5 separate regions of the Sus scrofa genome follow, and all the other regions are linked to region 2. The links are chromatin contacts, called in public Hi-C and HiChIP or PLAC-seq maps. All regions are on one chromosome and are shown on one strand. Each heading gives the region's core, a stretch centred on a gene start, on an enhancer-like site or on the middle of the called end of the contact. The rest is flanking DNA. Distances are from core to core; before and after follow the strand shown. Region 1 holds the start of GMEB2 (glucocorticoid modulatory element-binding protein 2). Region 2 holds the start of TPD52L2 (tumor protein D54). Region 3 holds the start of RGS19 (regulator of G-protein signaling 19). Region 4 overlaps TCEA2 (transcription elongation factor A protein 2). Region 5 holds the start of PPDPF (pancreatic progenitor cell differentiation and proliferation factor).

Region 1 (2,894 bases), core at 245-2,744, 140 kb after region 2:
GAGCACAAGTGCGTGGCTTGGTGCTCAAGGAGGCATTTGTTTCCCGCCTTCTCCATCTCCTGAGTGGGAGTGCCCAGGGAGCCCGCAGCTGTTCGCCAGGCGCCCAAGTTCCTTGGCAGCCACTAAGCCAGAGCAATGACACACACGGGAGAGCTGGCTGCATGCCCACCCTGGTTTGAGCACAGACGGACCCTCTGGGTCCAGCCTGACTGCCCTGTGCAGGTGGGGAGACGGGGCACAGGGAGGTCTGGGGAGGAGCTCAAGGATGGGGCTGGCAGAGCTTCCACCAGGAGTCCCTGGGGCAGGAGCAGCATGCCTCCCTACTGCCCCTCCGGCCAGGGCAGGACCATTAACCACCCCGGGCCTCCCACCGTGTCCTTCTTTTTTTTTTTCTTTTCTTTTAGGGCCACGCCCGGCATATGGAAGTTCCCAGGCTAGAGGTTGAATCGGAGCTACAGCTGCTGGCCTGCACCACAGCCACAGCCACGCGGGATCCAAGTCATGTCCTCCACCTCACCTCACAGCAACATCAAATCCTTAACCCACTGAGGGAGGCCAGGCATCGAACCCAAGTCCTCATGGATACTAGTTGGGTTCATTTCTGCTGTTACAATGGGAACTCCCCACTGCACCTTTCAATCAAAGAGCAAGGCCCGGCTGTACCTGGGTCCCAGGACACAGGAACTCCTTGAAAGCTGAGCGATGCTAACCCCCTTACATACTGGAAAATCCAGGGTCTCCAGAGATACTCTAGCTAGTTACCTGTAATTAAAAAAGAGAGCGAGAGTTCTCAGAGCATTCCTAATGCTCTATCAGGTTCTGTGGTAACTGAAGGACTGAATTTTTTTTTCCTTTTGGTCTTTTTAGGGCCATACCCGTGGCATAAGAGGTTCCCAGCGCCAGGGGTCAAATTGGAGCTGTAGCCGCCACCATAGCCACAGCCACACAGGATCTGGGCCATGTCTGTGACCTACACAACAGCTCACTGCAACCCTGATCCTTGACCCACTGAGCGAGGCCAGGGAGGGAACCCACATCCTCATGGATGCTAGTCTGGTCTGATAATCGCTGAGCCACAACGGGAATAATCCAGGAGGACTGAATTTTCATTTCAGTTAAGGCAAATTTAAATGAGCACACTTGGCGAGTGACCACAGCACAGGTTTCCGCGGCTGGGGCGCAGTATAGGACCACGGTAGGGCAGCCCACAGACTCAGCAATGAGACTTATGATAAAAAATAAAATCTATTAATCGCAGGACTCGGACTAGACGAGTGGAAAGACGTAGAGGCGAGCGACTCCCCCTGGCAGGCCCTCCCGCCCGCCTCTGGGGAGGGCTTTACACACGCTGGGCACCAGCGCACCTGCATTTGGCTTCGGTCACTCATTGGGCATGCACGTTCCCCGCCCCCAGCCCTAAGCGAGTCTCCCTACACATTCTCGCCCCACTCGTGCTTGGACACACGGGGAAGGCTGCGCCTGGCAAGTGTGTCCACCAGCCCTGGCACGTAAGCCAGCTGGCGGGGCGGGGGCGGGGCCGGGGCCGCCGCGTTCCCCTCGGGCCCGGGCCCCGCCCCCACGCCCGCGCAGGCGCAACCGGCCCCACCAGGCCTTATTTCTTAGCACCGCACGCCTTCCCGCTGAGCGCAAAATAAGTCTCGGGACTCGCCCTTGCCCTGCGTGCGCGGCCCCGCCGCCGGCGTCACTAGGAAGCGCGCGCCCGGACCGCCGCCGCCGCCGCCGCCGCCGCCGCCGAATCCCCAACAAGGAGCACAGCCCGCGGCCGCCGCCGCCACCGCCGCCGCCGCCCGTCGCCGCCGCCCGCCCGCCGGCGCCCGCGCAGGCCCGGCCGCGGCCCAGGTAAGCGCCCGCCGCCCCCCCGCGGCGAGGCCTCTCGCTCCGCCGCGCGCCGCCGTCCAGTCAGGGGTCCCTGCGGAGCGTCAGGACGTTACGGCGGGGGGAGGGGAGCGGGGGAGGGGCGGCGGCGCGCGGCGGGCGTCACGGGCGTCACGGGCCCGCGTCAGGCGCGTCGGCGGCGGCGGCGGCGCGGCCTCCATCTTGCCGGAAGGCGGCGGGCGGCGGGAGCTGGGGAGGGCCTTGGACGGGGGCCGCGCGGAGGGCGCCGGGGCGGGGGCCGCGTGGGGGGCGGGGGCCGCGTGGGGGCCGCCTTCTCGCGGGGCTCCCCTCGCGTGGGCCCCCTCCCTTGGGGGGCCTCTTTGCGTGGGGGCCCCTTCGTGTGGGCGCTCCCCCCGCGGAGGGCCGCGCGGGTCCCCGCTTCCCGTGGGGGCCGCGCCTCCCCTGGGGGCTGCGTGGGCGGCCCGCGTGCGTGCTGACCCGTTGGTGAGAACCGTGGCTCCCCGAAGCCCTCGGCGGGAGCTCCTCCACACGCGTTCATTGCCAGCGGTGACCCGGACACAGTGGGTTAACTTTGCGTTCACCCAGTTGATTCCGCTGGAGAACCGCGATCTCTTAGACGTTTCGATTACATCAGTCTTTTTGCTGTTTTAAACAGACCGAAGTTGTACATAACTGCTGTACACAAGGTGGTCGGTCCGGATTATGTTACACCCAAGAAAGCCTTACCCCGGTCTGTGCCCTAAACCTGTCCATCCCCACCCAGAGTTTTTCTTTCTTACTGTCGTGATGAGAGCGCTTAACGAGCCGTTGTCTTGCGCAGCAGGTTAAGGATCTAGTGTTGTCACTGCAGCAGCTTGAGCGGCTCCTGTTGGATCCCTGGCCCAGGAGCTTCCGAGTTCCTGCCTCAGGTGCAGCCAAGAGAAAGAAGGCGGCGGCTTCAGTAGCCAAATGTTGAGTGTTCAGTGCTGTGCTGTCCAGCCGGGGTGCTGTTCCATCCCGAGATCTCTAGGACTGACTTTGCGTAACTGAAACTTTGT
Region 2 (2,798 bases), core at 265-2,764:
GGGGTCCAAAGGGAGCTACAGCTGCTGGTCTACACCACAGCCAAAGCAACATGAGATCTGAACCACGTCCGGCAACCTATACCACAGCTCATGGCAATGCCGGATCCTTAACCCACCGAGCAAGGCCAGGGATCGAACACGCAACCTCGTGGTTCCTAGTCGGATTCGTTTCCACTGTGCTGTGACATAACTCCTTAACCTAAATGGTTTTATTTCATCATCTGTATCTGTTATACTGAACCTACTAAAATTCAGGAAATGCCTTACAATGTCTACAATTTTCCTGTTTTAAAAAAACAAATGAAAGCCCTCAGTTTCTGCCTATAAAGCTAAAACTGGAGGAGTTCCCGTCGTGGCGCAGTGGTTAACGAGGTTGTGGGTTCGATCCCTGGCCTTGCTCAGTGGGTTAAGGCGTTGCAGTGAACTGTGGTGTAGGTCGCAGACGAGGCTCGGATCCCGAGTTGCTGTGGCTCTGGCTCAGGCTCTGGCCGGTGGTTACAGCTCCAATTAGACCCCTGGCCTGGGAACCTCCACATGCCACGGAGCGGCCCTAGAAAAGGCAAAAAGACAAAAAGCAAAAAAAAAAAAAAAAAAAAAAAAAAAAAAAAAGTTTAAAAACTTACAGAATCTATCGGAATCCAGGAATGTTAATGTTTAATTACCATGCTGATACAGGCCAAACAGCAGAAAAGCATCCTACGATTACACAGTGTAGTTATGCCAACGGGATACAGGCGTCTCTCTCCAGAGTCCCAGGATGGATGGAAGACAGACTCCTATAACCTCCGCTAGATTTTTATCTCCTGGGCCCGCTCCACACCCCCAGCGGCCAGCTCAAACTGGTCTGGGATGTCTGATCCGGAAACAGGCCTGGTATGCTGGGTGTGCCCCTGACTCACTGCACCCTTCCCCGCTTGAGACAACCCCGAGGTAGGCTGGGCTCCGCGCAGCGTTGCCACCCAAGGGGCGCTACGCCGAACCCGAGGACGGCCTCCCTTCCCTTCCCCTCTCCAGGAGCCGCCCACGACACCTCGGCCCGGCTCCAGGGCCGGATGAAGTGTCCCCGAGGGCCCTGCGCAGGGACTGAGGGCGGCCCGCCGGGCAAGGCAGGGCGGGGGCATGGCGATAGGTGCCTGGAGTGAGGAAACCCAACACTCTGGGGCGAGGGGAGGGCGCCGGGAAAACAGTGTTCGGAGCGGTCCCTGTCGGGGGCGGAAGGCCCGCCTGGAGCTTCGAGGCCGGGCGCCTGGAGCTCAGGAGGAGCCGCGGGTGAGCGAGCGCGGGAGGAGGGGACCAGAGCCTGCCACGCCACACCGGGCCCATCGGCGGCGGGGGCGCCAGGCCCGCGAGTACCTTGGCCGGCGGAGTCCATGTTCAAGCGGCGGCCGGGCCGCAGCTAGTGTCGAGGCCGCGGACGCGGGCGTCGCAGGAGCCGAGCTGGCCGCACCAGGTGTCGCTCGCCGCGTACACAGCAGCCAGCAGGACCGCCTCCGCCGCGGCGGCATTACGTAATCAGCGGCGCGACGACCCACTTCCGCTTTCGGGCGCTCCGCCCTCGTCCCGCCTCCACAAGCGGTGCCCAATGAGGACGTTGTTTGGCTCAGTCCCTGTTCACCCGCTTCAACCTGATTGGCCGACGCTGCAGACGGAGCCGGGACGTGAGGCCGGCTCCACCAGCGGGACGCCCAGGTAGAATGGTCTTGAGGCGCACGGGGAAGGTGGGAGTCGGGAAGACCGTGCAACGTGGCGCCACGGGAGCCCGGAGAAAGGCCTTTCGGAGGTCTCGAGGGTGTTTGCCGCTGCTGCCTACGAGCGCCACGGCTCACGTACCCTGGCAAGCCGGACTCGGGCCGATTGAGATCCCTCCGAGGCCCGACCCTCTGACTTTGGGGTTCCGTCTTTTTCTCTGTCCGTCCTTTTTGTGGGGATTTTTTTATTGTATGGGGATTGCGCAGAAAAAGGCGTAATCATGAGTTGTCCTCTTGCCCCACAGGCGCCGCTGCGCTCTCCTGGCTGGAGGCGCCCTATTGCCGCGGGCACGCCTTTGTTCTCTCATTCCCTTTTCACAGCCACCTGGTGAGCGGGGCGAGGCCCTTTCCACTTTACGGATGAGGACACTATGGCCGGAGTTACTTGCCCATCCCTCAGCTAGTTGAATTGCTTGCAGCAGGCCGGAAAAGAGTTTGCCACACTTCTCAAAGGAGAGGTGTGTACCTGTTACACAACCTAGTCCTGCTAAAACAAGTTCCACGACTACCCTTCTCTGGCTACTTATGGCCTCTGCAAACGAATCTTTTAATGGTATTCAAACCCTTGAGAATGGGACCCTTCTGGACAGCGCACACTCTTCCAGCCAAGCCCCTCTGCATGTACTGATCCCTAGGAAGGAAGCCAATTCCTTCCTCCACCTGGCTGATTCCTCTTACTCAGCTCAAAGCTTGCCTTCTCCTCAGAGGTACTTCCTGGTACCTGAGGTACCTGCCTCTGCTCGCTCTGGCCCAGGTGCATCAAGGCCAGGTCTTGCTCAATTATTTGTCTGACCCACCTGCCTTCTTTCAGCTTTTCCAGGGTTTCTAGCTCAACCCAGCCTGGCCGGCCCATCTCCAGGGGTTGGGGACAGCCAGCAGTCCCTGCTTCATACAATTCAGGGCAAATGGTGAGGAAGTGAATGCCTTACAATGGCAGTGAGCAGAGGCTCGTCTCTCATTCTCTCTTGCCTCCCTGAGCCAGGAACAAAGCAATGAGTGCTCAGTGCAGGTGTGTCTGTAACCCCATATGGACATGCTGCTTACCAAGCC
Region 3 (2,939 bases), core at 10-2,509, 160 kb before region 2:
AGTACCTGCTGCAGAGCCTTGAATGAGCCCCTGCCGGGCCCACTTGGTTCTTCTCTCGGAATACGGCAGACTCTCCAGAGGGAGCACAGAGGACCCAGAGGGGCCGAGGCTGGGGGATGGAGAGACCCAAGTGGCCAGCAGACATGGGAGAGCAGCCAGAGGAAGGACAGTGTAGGGAGGACTGGGAAGGAGGGGGGCGGGCAGGGGGGTGCAAGGAGGGGCCCAAGATGCTAGAGGAGTGTGCTGACCCCACCCACGTCCAGCTGCCCCACGGGTCTCAGGAGGCGGGTGGCGATGCCACATGGGGCACCTTCGCCGCAGAATCAGCATAGCTATGTGACCTTGACTTAGCGCTGGCCTGACATCGTAGTCCTACTGCCCAGGACTGTTATCCAGGCTGAATAAGAAGCAGCCACAGGAGTTCCCTTTGTGACATAGCAGAAAGGAATCTGGCTGGGAACCATGAGTTGTGGGTTTGATCCCTGGCCTTGCTCAGTGGATTAAGGATCTGGCATTGCTATGAGCTGTAGTGTAGGTCACAGATGCACTCGGATCCCACGTTGCTGTGGCTCTGGCATAGGCTGTCAGCTACAGCTCCGATTCGTCCCCTAGCCTAGGAACCTCCATATGCCGCAGGAGCGGCCCTAGAAAAGGCAAAAAGACAAAAAAAGAAAAAAGAAAGAAAAGAAAAGAAAAAAGAAGAAGCAGCCACCTCAGGAGTTCCGGTTGTGGCTCAGCGGTAATGAACCCGACTAGTATCCATGAGGACACAGGTTCGATCCCTGGCCTCACTCAGTGGGTTGCTGTCAGCTCTGGTGCACGTCGAAGACAAAGCTCAGATCTGGAGTTGCTGTGGCTGTGGTGTCAGCCAGCAGCTGCAGCTCTGATTCGACCCCTAGCCTGGGAACTTGCATATGCCGAAGGCGCCGCCCTAAAAAGACCAAAAAAAAGAAAAGCAGCCACCTCCCCTCTGGGCAGGCTTCTGGCCTCTGCCCTGGCCAGCCAGTCAGTGTGGCAGCCAGGCGGTTCCCTGGTCCCATCAGCCAGGCTCACAGCCTCAAGAGGCACCCAGCCTCCAGGACCCCGGCCCCGCACTCTCCTGCAGCTGGGCTTTGGGCCTCCCAGGCCCCTGCCCTGCTGTACTTCGGGCTCCAGCTCCGTCCTCTGTTGAGCAGGATGCAGGACTCCTGCAGCTCTCTCCTGTGCTATGGCTCTCCTTAGCCCTCCTTACCTCTCACCCAGTCTGCGAGTCCACTTCTTGTCTACTCCAGGGCTGGTCTGTCCTGCTCACCACCAGGTCCCACCGCCTGACACGAAGGGGGCACCCAGAGACTTGACGGATGGATCAGCAGCACATCGGGCTTCCCTTTAGACCCCCAAGTGCTCTGAAAAACGTGAGCAGGTAAACGTGCAACTGGAACGCAGCGTTTGCTCAGGGCCCCCGGGCGCCAGGCTGAGGGCCTGCAGTGGGACAGGAGCTGCACTCGGTCGGAGTCCCCCTGGCCTCGGACCGTCTGCAGACCACTTCCAGAGTGGGGTCAGGGCCACCCAGACACCAGCCTGAAGCATGCTGGGATAAGGAATTTAACTCCCAGCTGTACGGGGTCATAAAACAGGAGGGGAGTTGGCCCAAGAGAAGGGACAGACATTCGTGGCAAAGGGGAGGGTGTGGCTTTAAACTTCAGAACCTCCTGGGGCAACTGGAGGGATTGAAAGAGACTCCGCCAGGCCCCTCGGATCCCCCCAGCAGAAGAACCGGTGCCCCCAGTCCCCACTGGCACCGCGACAGGGAACCCCCTTCCTTGGGAAGGGCCCCTCCAGCCCCGTGACAGTTCACAGGTGAGGACACCCAGTGTCAGAGGCGAGGGCCGGGCCGGAGTGACCGCCGGACAGTGCTTTCCGGCGGCCCCTCCCTTCCTCGAGCGGGGCAGGAGGCCTGGGGGGACCCCGGAGTCTCGTGGACGCCCCACAGCACCGGCAAAGCTGGACCCGCTCCGCTGAGCCGAGCTGGGGGCACGGCCACACCCCCAGCTACGCCGGAGGCCCCCTCATCAGCACCTCGTCTCCCCCGGCCACCCCCAGCCACGGGGAGGGCGGGGGGGGGGGCGCCGCGCGCCGGGCTGTGGGGGGGGCGCGGAGCCGGCCGAGCGCGGGGCGGGGCGGGGCGCGCCGGGCGGGGCGGGCCGGGCCGGGCCGGGCACCTCCCCGCGCGAGGAAGTCCCGGCCCCGCGCTTTGGGGAAGTGCGGCCGAGGCGCCTGCGCACTGCACCCTGCGCCCGCTCCCCGACGATCCGGCCGGACCTCGGAGCGCGCTGGCCGGCGGCTGCGGCGCGAGCGGCTCGGGAGCGCGGCGGGTGAGTGTGCGCGCGCGCGGCGCCGAGACCGCGGCCCTGCCCCTCCCGCCCGGGGCCCCCGGGGCCGTGCGGGGCGGGAGCCTGGGAAACCCGCGCCCGGATCAGCACCCCAAGGACTCCCGCCCCGGGGTCCACGTGGACCCTGGGCCGCGGAGAGACTGGGGCCGGTCCCCGCGCGTGGGGGAGGGGGCGTTGCAACCGGGTTCCCCTTTTTCTGCAGCTCAAAGCCTGGGGAAGTGATTGCTCAAAGGGGGGGGCCGGAAGAACCCAGGTTTCCGCGTCTCCCGCCTCCCCCCCTCTGCCCGGTGGGGAGGGGCCGAGGCGGGACACCCGGTCTGCCCCCGCCCCCACCCGGTTGGATCTGGCAGCCTCTCAACCCTGCGAGTCGCAGGGGAGGCGCTGCGCCCCCGGCCCGAGCCGATCGGGGGCTCCTGGAGCCAGCCTCCCTCCGGAACGCGCGGGAGGACCTCCTGCCGTCTGACTTGAGTCCTGCTGCTGCAGTGCACGCCCCTTCGGCAGCCAGGGTGGGGCCCAGAGCGAACCTGGCCCCTCCCGCCCCCACCTCGCCTTTGGGTCGCTGGTGAG
Region 4 (2,700 bases), core at 75-2,574, 140 kb before region 2:
CCGCCCCAGGGGTCTAGGCACACCGCCTACCGTCCTCAAGGAGAGAGACAAAGGAAACTCCCAGGACAGGCAGACTGGGGGCCCGAGGAGCCAGGCCTCGGGCGGTGACCTTGGCCAGGCCCCACTCCAGGAGCAGACCCCTGCCCTTCACTCCTCCTGGTGAGCTGACGTGTCTCTCCTTCCTGCCAAGTCCGCACCATTGCAGCTGTGGAGAGCTGTCAGCTCACACCTCTCTGCTGAAAACCCTCCCAAGTCGCCAGGTCTCTTTCAGATGAGAAGGCAAGAGCCTTGGAATTCCCTGTTGCCCTGGCAGCTAAAGGATCTGGCGAGGTCACTACTGCAGCTCAGGTTCAGTCCCTGGCCCAGGAACTTCGGTATGCCAAGGGTATGGCAAGCAAGCAAGCAAGCAAGCAAGCAAGCAAGCAAGCAAGAAAGAAAGACCCCACAGCCCCTCATCACTCCCTGCACACCTCCCTGCCCCAGGGCCTTTGCACATGCTGCTCCCGCTTCCCGCATATGCCCTCATTTTTGTTCACGTTTGTCTCCTTCAGGGTTGACCCAGAAGTCACCTCCTGAGGCGACAGGCAGTGGGCAGTCCTGACAGTCCTCTCTCCTCCACTGCACACATCAGAGCCTGAGCCTCGGGTCGTGACGCACACTCGGTGACCGTCTCTCTCCATCAGGACAGAAACGCCCCTGGCCAGGCTTGGGTCTGTTTCGTTCACGGCCAAACCCTGATCTCCTGGAACAGGGCCTGATCCACAGTGGCGTCAATGACCCGGGGAGGATGGATGGGTGCTCCCTGCTCCTGGGTGGATGGTCCCCAAGAACACAGGCCAGCCCCCCAGTCCATTCGGCAGCCCCAGCCGGTTGGGCCAGCAAAGCCATTGGTTACCAACCAGGGCAGCAGCAGAAAAGAAATACACAGCGGCAGTGCCTGCCAGGCCCAGGGGCCGGTGACCCGCAGCGGGCCCTGCTCCTTCTCTCCATGATTCCCAGGGCAAATCAGGACTGCCACCAGAGCTGGCAGGAGAGAGGGCGGGGAGGGGCCAGGCTAGCCCAGGGCAGGGGCCTGGGACATCCCAGTGTGTCAACACACAGCCCCCCAGGCAGGGCACATAGACAGCCCCTCTCTGCCCCACCAAGGGCCACCAAGGGGGACCAGGCACAACTCCTGTAGGACCAGGACACCCACAGACCCAGGCCTAGGGCACTGGGGTCTGAACAAAGCCAGCCTCAGCCGCGGCTCCCGCGGGCCCAGATGGAGTGGCGCAGGGGGTGGAGCCCAGGGCAGGAGCACTGGGCCTGGCCGGCCAGCCCGGCCGGACGACTAGACAGACAGAGTGTCTGGCGCCTGCTCAGCCAGGCTGGCCCTCGGCTCCCTCCACGCAGCTGCGGGCTTCCTTCCGGAGCTGGTGTTTCCTGGCTCCTCCCTGCCGTTGCTGTGGAAACCAGAGTGGCCTGGGCCCCCCCGCCTGGTTCCCACGGAGCCCCCGCTGAGCACCAAGCGGGCCCACACAGGACGCAGCAACACCAGAGGACACACGTGCCCCTGACGCCCCAGCTCCTGTCCAGCACCACAGACCCGTGCCTGGAGCCAGCCTCTGCAAGACCCGGACACCTGGTCACCCACAAAAGTGACCCGACCTGACCCACCACAGCCTGACTGCCCCCTGTCACCAGGCCTTCTTACGCCCACGCCCTCAAGGCCCCGTGCTCTTGGTCCTGCTGGGCCCCGGCCCTCAGGGCAGCCCCGGCCCCGCACCACACCCCTCAGACCTGCAGCTGCACCCAGTGACCCCCTCCCACTGCACCCTGACACCCCCCGCCCCCAGCGCTGCCCAGGCCTCGCAGGTCCACTGACAGACCCCAGCACTCTGAGAGCTCCAGCCTGGCGAGTGTGGGCGCCACGCCAGCAGCTTGCTCGTACCCCTGTCTGCACTCTCCCAGGAGCGAGGCCCACAGCGCGTCCGCAGCCCTGGGTTCTCTGCACACCAAGCCCAGGACTGAGGGCAGGAAGGTGCGGGGCAGGAAGGTGCGGGGCGGTGGGGGGGGGCGCTGTTCCCAGGCTTGAGCCCAGGGGCCACCTGGATGAGGCAGGCACATGTGTGTGCCCACTTGGCTCTAGGCTGTTGGGTGGCCCCCCTACAAGCCCCACTCCCACCCCCAAGGACGAGCAGGAGGACTCTGGCCAGGCCTGGAGCCCTAGCCTCTAGGACCACAAGGACGAGTCCGAAGTGGGCATCCTGGCTCCAAAGCTGAGGTGTCAGGAGACCAGCGTCCGCTCCACCTGGACCAGCATCTGATGGGGACCCCACCCCCACCCTCTGGGAGCAGGAGCGTCCTGCCCCGCAGGACTCAGTAATTGGTCCCAGCCCTGCTGCTCCTGCAGGAGTCCGGGCTGGGGGGTGTGGGGGGAGCCTGTGAGGTCTATGCCCCGGGCAGCGCTTGGGAGGTCCGCCACCCCCAGAGCCCAGCCAAGCTCCCACCCAGAGCCACCGAGAGGATTACCCAGCATCCTTTGCAGGCTTCACTGGGAACCTAGGCGTCGGGTCGGGCTGAGGGAGGGAGCGGGCGGAGGGCCAGGGAGGCAGAGTCCCCTGCAGCCCGGGGCCTGCCCCCACTCAGAACCAGCTCAGCCTCTATTTCCACCTCGTCTGGGAGATGAGTGTGCGCGACCTCAGACCTGGACCAGGTCAG
Region 5 (2,700 bases), core at 130-2,629, 200 kb after region 2:
TGGTGTGCTGTTCTCAATTAAAGAACCCAACTGCTGCCTCCAGCTGCAGCTCTTGAGTCTCAGGAAGGGGAGGGCAGGGGAGGGGCTCTGAGGAGCCTAGCGCCTTGGAAGGAAGCCTGGCAGCTGGTGGTGGCCTCTCAGGAGGGAGGCCTGCAGTTGGGTGTGCCCGGCTGGCCGCCAGGCTGCTGCTGAGCCAGGTCGCAGGTGATCATGCGGGTGGAGGCCCCGGCAGATTCCGAGTGCCCCGGGGACTCCAGCACCGTGGCCATGAGTGGGAGCGTGGGCTTCCCGAAAAAAAAGCTAGCCCACCAGTGTCCCGGGTCAGCTTTGGGGAGACCTGAGAGAAGCAGAGTGAGGTCAGGCTGCTGCAGCCCACTCCCCCAACAGTCCCCCAGTACAAAGGGGAGCAGAACTGCACTCACCCGGGGGGTGGGGGATGGCTTCTCCGGGGCACTCGGCACTGCCGCAGGAGCTGTTACTGGAAGTGGAGCCCAGGCGGCCTGGAGAGGGAGGCCGGGTCAGCTCCACTGGGCACTGAGCACCCCCAGCCCACCAGGCCAAGGGCTAGCATTGCTGGTAGCACAGGGCCAGGGTCAGGGGTCCACGGCGGCGCACGTGGCACCCAGAGAGGGGCTCTCAAGAAACTTGGGCTGCACCACAAGCTGGCTGGGCCAGCCCACGTGGGACTTGGGGGCGGGCGGGCAAGGGGCTTACTTACAGCGGTAGTAGTCGTGGGTGGCCACGAGCGAGCCGCTCGAGGGGATGGCTGCCATGCTCTTGCTTGGGGGCTGCTGGGAACCTGCGCACGCGGGGGTCGGGGAGTCCGTCCGGTCACCGCTGCCCCTGGAGAAGGCCGCTCCCCACCCGGGCAGAGCCGCCCCGCCCGGACTCCAGGGTCAGCCCCGTGCCCGGGTTTGTTTACCCAGCCGAGGCGGGGCGGCGGAACTCCCGGACCGCCCCCTCCGCGCGGGCGGCTCCAACCAGCCCGAACCGGCCGCGCTGGGCAACAATGGCGCTTTGTGCGCTGGTCCTCCGACCTGGGGGTCCGGGAAGCGGCCGGCGCGCCCCTAACCCCCGCTCCGGGCTCTGCCCGTCGCCCCCTACCCACCCGCGCCCCGCCCGACCGTCCGTCCTCCCGTCCGCCCGCCGCCGCCCAGGCCGGCCGCTCGACCCCACCCACGCGCCGCCGCCCAGGCCCTCACCTCGGCGGCGACCCCTCGCGGGCCTCGGCGCACGATCACGGACGGCGGGGACGGGGACGCTAGGCCACGGAACCCATCTGCCCGGGAGACCGCAGACGGCCGCTCCACACTCAGACGCGCGGGGCGCGCACGCGCGGACGCGCCCCCCGCCCGCCCCTTATAAGGCGGTGCCGCGGTCGCGTCTCGGAGGGCGGGGCGCCCCGGCCCCGGCCCCGCCCCCGCCCCAAGGAGGGCCCGCCCCCCGGCCAGGCCCCGACTCCGCCCAAGACCCAGGCGGAGCCGATCAGACCCCGCCCGAAGCTCAGCCTGGCCCCGCCCCGGCCCGGGGCCCGGCCCTCGCGGGCCCGCCTCGGAGGAAGTCCAGCCGCGCGGCGTCCGGTCCGACCTTGGCTGCCCAGACAGCGGAGTCTGGCCTAGCCTGGCCTGGAGTGGTTAAATGACCCCCGCCCCAATCCCAGAGCAGGGCCTGCCTCCCTCCCACCCCTTGGACCCCTTCTTGGGCTCTGGCCATCCTTTTGGACCCAGGTTCCCTACTGGCCCCGCCTGTCTCCACCTTTCCAGCTTTTTCCGTGGAGGGAGGGAGCATATGCCGAACCGTGGCCCCTGCCCTTCCAGCCTGTTTCTGCTGTTGTCCGCAGCCCCACAGGCCCAGCCCCCGCAGTGCCCCTCTGCTCCAGCTTTCTCTGCTCAGGATGGGGCTCGCCCCACTCTCACCCGGGACAGGTGGGAGGGCATCTGCCTGCGAGACCCCAGCCTTCGGGCAGATGTGGGCCCTCGCTGGCAGGTGCCCTTGCCCAGCTGTCGGCACTGGCTGGTACCCTGAACCAACTGTGTGCCTCAGACTTTCCAGCCCTTCAAGGAAGTCACTGCAGACCCACCCACGCCCCCCTCACAGCTCTGGGGGTTCCAGAATCCGCTCCCGGTTCTTGGCTCCTGCCCACATCCAGCTGCTTGCAAGGGGGATGGGGGAGGGAGGGAGTGGGGAAAGCTGGGTGCAGGGGCATGACTTCTATGGGTAAGTGCGGTGAAGAGCAGCTGTTTGGGGATCTCCAGGAGCTGGAAGTGAAGCCCCTGGCCTGGGCAGCTCCAGAATGGTCCCCGTGGCGCCTGGGCCCTGCCACACCCTGGCTCTTCCACCAGGAAAACCTCCTTTCCAACGGGAAAATCAGCCTCCCTCCCCAGCAGCCTCCTCCAGGCCCCAAGCCCCCTCTGCAGGGAGGGGAGGTCTCACTGGACTCTCCTTGGCTCTTTGCTGCTGGGCAGTTGTGTCCCTGGTGGTTGGAGGGTCTCAGGAAATCTGAGCGGGTTGGGGGGAGGAGCTACCGGGAAGGTCCTGTAACCCCCTCTGCCGAGCCTCCCTGAGTTCGTCCCCTCAAAGACCCTCCAGGTTCCGCAGGCTGACTTGCTCAGAAACCAAGGCCCCGGCGGTGGGGGGGACATGATCCTTTATCGGGCTGGGTGGGGGTCAAGGCCGCTGACCTCCTAACTGTGACCCGGC

Evidence for each region. Hi-C and Micro-C count contacts between places; a contact is called where the count stands out from the background. HiChIP or PLAC-seq counts read pairs in DNA pulled down with a chosen protein or histone mark.
Region 1: a contact with region 2 is called in an H3K27ac HiChIP or PLAC-seq map of alveolar macrophages. The contact joins the promoter of GMEB2 here to the promoter of TPD52L2 in region 2. A contact is called at or near these places in 6 of 47 Hi-C or Micro-C datasets (alveolar macrophages, embryonic fibroblasts, heart right ventricle and 3 more) and 1 of 2 datasets of contacts at active chromatin or transcription factors (alveolar macrophages).
Region 3: an H3K27ac HiChIP or PLAC-seq map of alveolar macrophages shows a contact between it and region 2. The contact joins the promoter of RGS19 here to the promoter of TPD52L2 in region 2. A contact is called at or near these places in 1 of 5 promoter capture datasets (liver) and 1 of 2 datasets of contacts at active chromatin or transcription factors (alveolar macrophages).
Region 4: a contact with region 2 is called in a Hi-C map of fetal liver, with 2.2 times the contacts expected there. The contact joins the enhancer-like site here to the promoter of TPD52L2 in region 2. A contact is called at or near these places in 1 of 5 promoter capture datasets (liver), 1 of 47 Hi-C or Micro-C datasets (fetal liver) and 2 of 2 datasets of contacts at active chromatin or transcription factors (alveolar macrophages and skeletal muscle).
Region 5: a contact with region 2 is called in an H3K27ac HiChIP or PLAC-seq map of alveolar macrophages. The contact joins the promoter of PPDPF here to the promoter of TPD52L2 in region 2. A contact is called at or near these places in 1 of 5 promoter capture datasets (liver), 7 of 47 Hi-C or Micro-C datasets (alveolar macrophages, fetal liver, liver and 3 more) and 1 of 2 datasets of contacts at active chromatin or transcription factors (alveolar macrophages).

What each region holds. Positions count from the first base shown.
Region 1 is chr17:62,594,480-62,597,373 of Sscrofa11.1, reverse strand. GMEB2 (glucocorticoid modulatory element-binding protein 2) reads left to right here and starts at 1,494. Exons shown (of 10, transcript XM_021077553.1): 1 at 1,494-1,860.
Region 2 is chr17:62,732,281-62,735,078 of Sscrofa11.1, reverse strand. It overlaps TPD52L2 (tumor protein D54), which reads right to left and starts at 1,514. Exons shown (of 8, transcript XM_021077604.1): 1 at 1,354-1,514. The coding sequence starts at 1,372.
Region 3 is chr17:62,894,469-62,897,407 of Sscrofa11.1, reverse strand. RGS19 (regulator of G-protein signaling 19) reads left to right here and starts at 1,259. Exons shown (of 6, transcript XM_021077657.1): 1 at 1,259-1,402.
Region 4 is chr17:62,873,940-62,876,639 of Sscrofa11.1, reverse strand. The region is part of intron 1 of TCEA2 (transcription elongation factor A protein 2); the gene reads right to left. Among named protein-coding and RNA genes, the nearest start is that of SOX18, 3.5 kb to the right of the region's middle. Within about 2 kb of position 1,324, at least 36 of the 83 cell types and tissues checked have an H3K27ac peak or open chromatin away from gene starts, as enhancers often do. A contact at or near this core is called in fetal liver, liver and skeletal muscle, where this site is marked.
Region 5 is chr17:62,536,189-62,538,888 of Sscrofa11.1, reverse strand. PPDPF (pancreatic progenitor cell differentiation and proliferation factor) reads right to left here and starts at 1,379. Exons shown (of 4, transcript XM_021077704.1): 1 at 1,203-1,379; 2 at 719-799; 3 at 423-500; 4 at 1-337. The coding sequence starts at 773. The coding sequence ends at 138. PTK6 (protein-tyrosine kinase 6) reads left to right here. Exons shown (of 7, transcript XM_021077703.1): 7 at 1-36.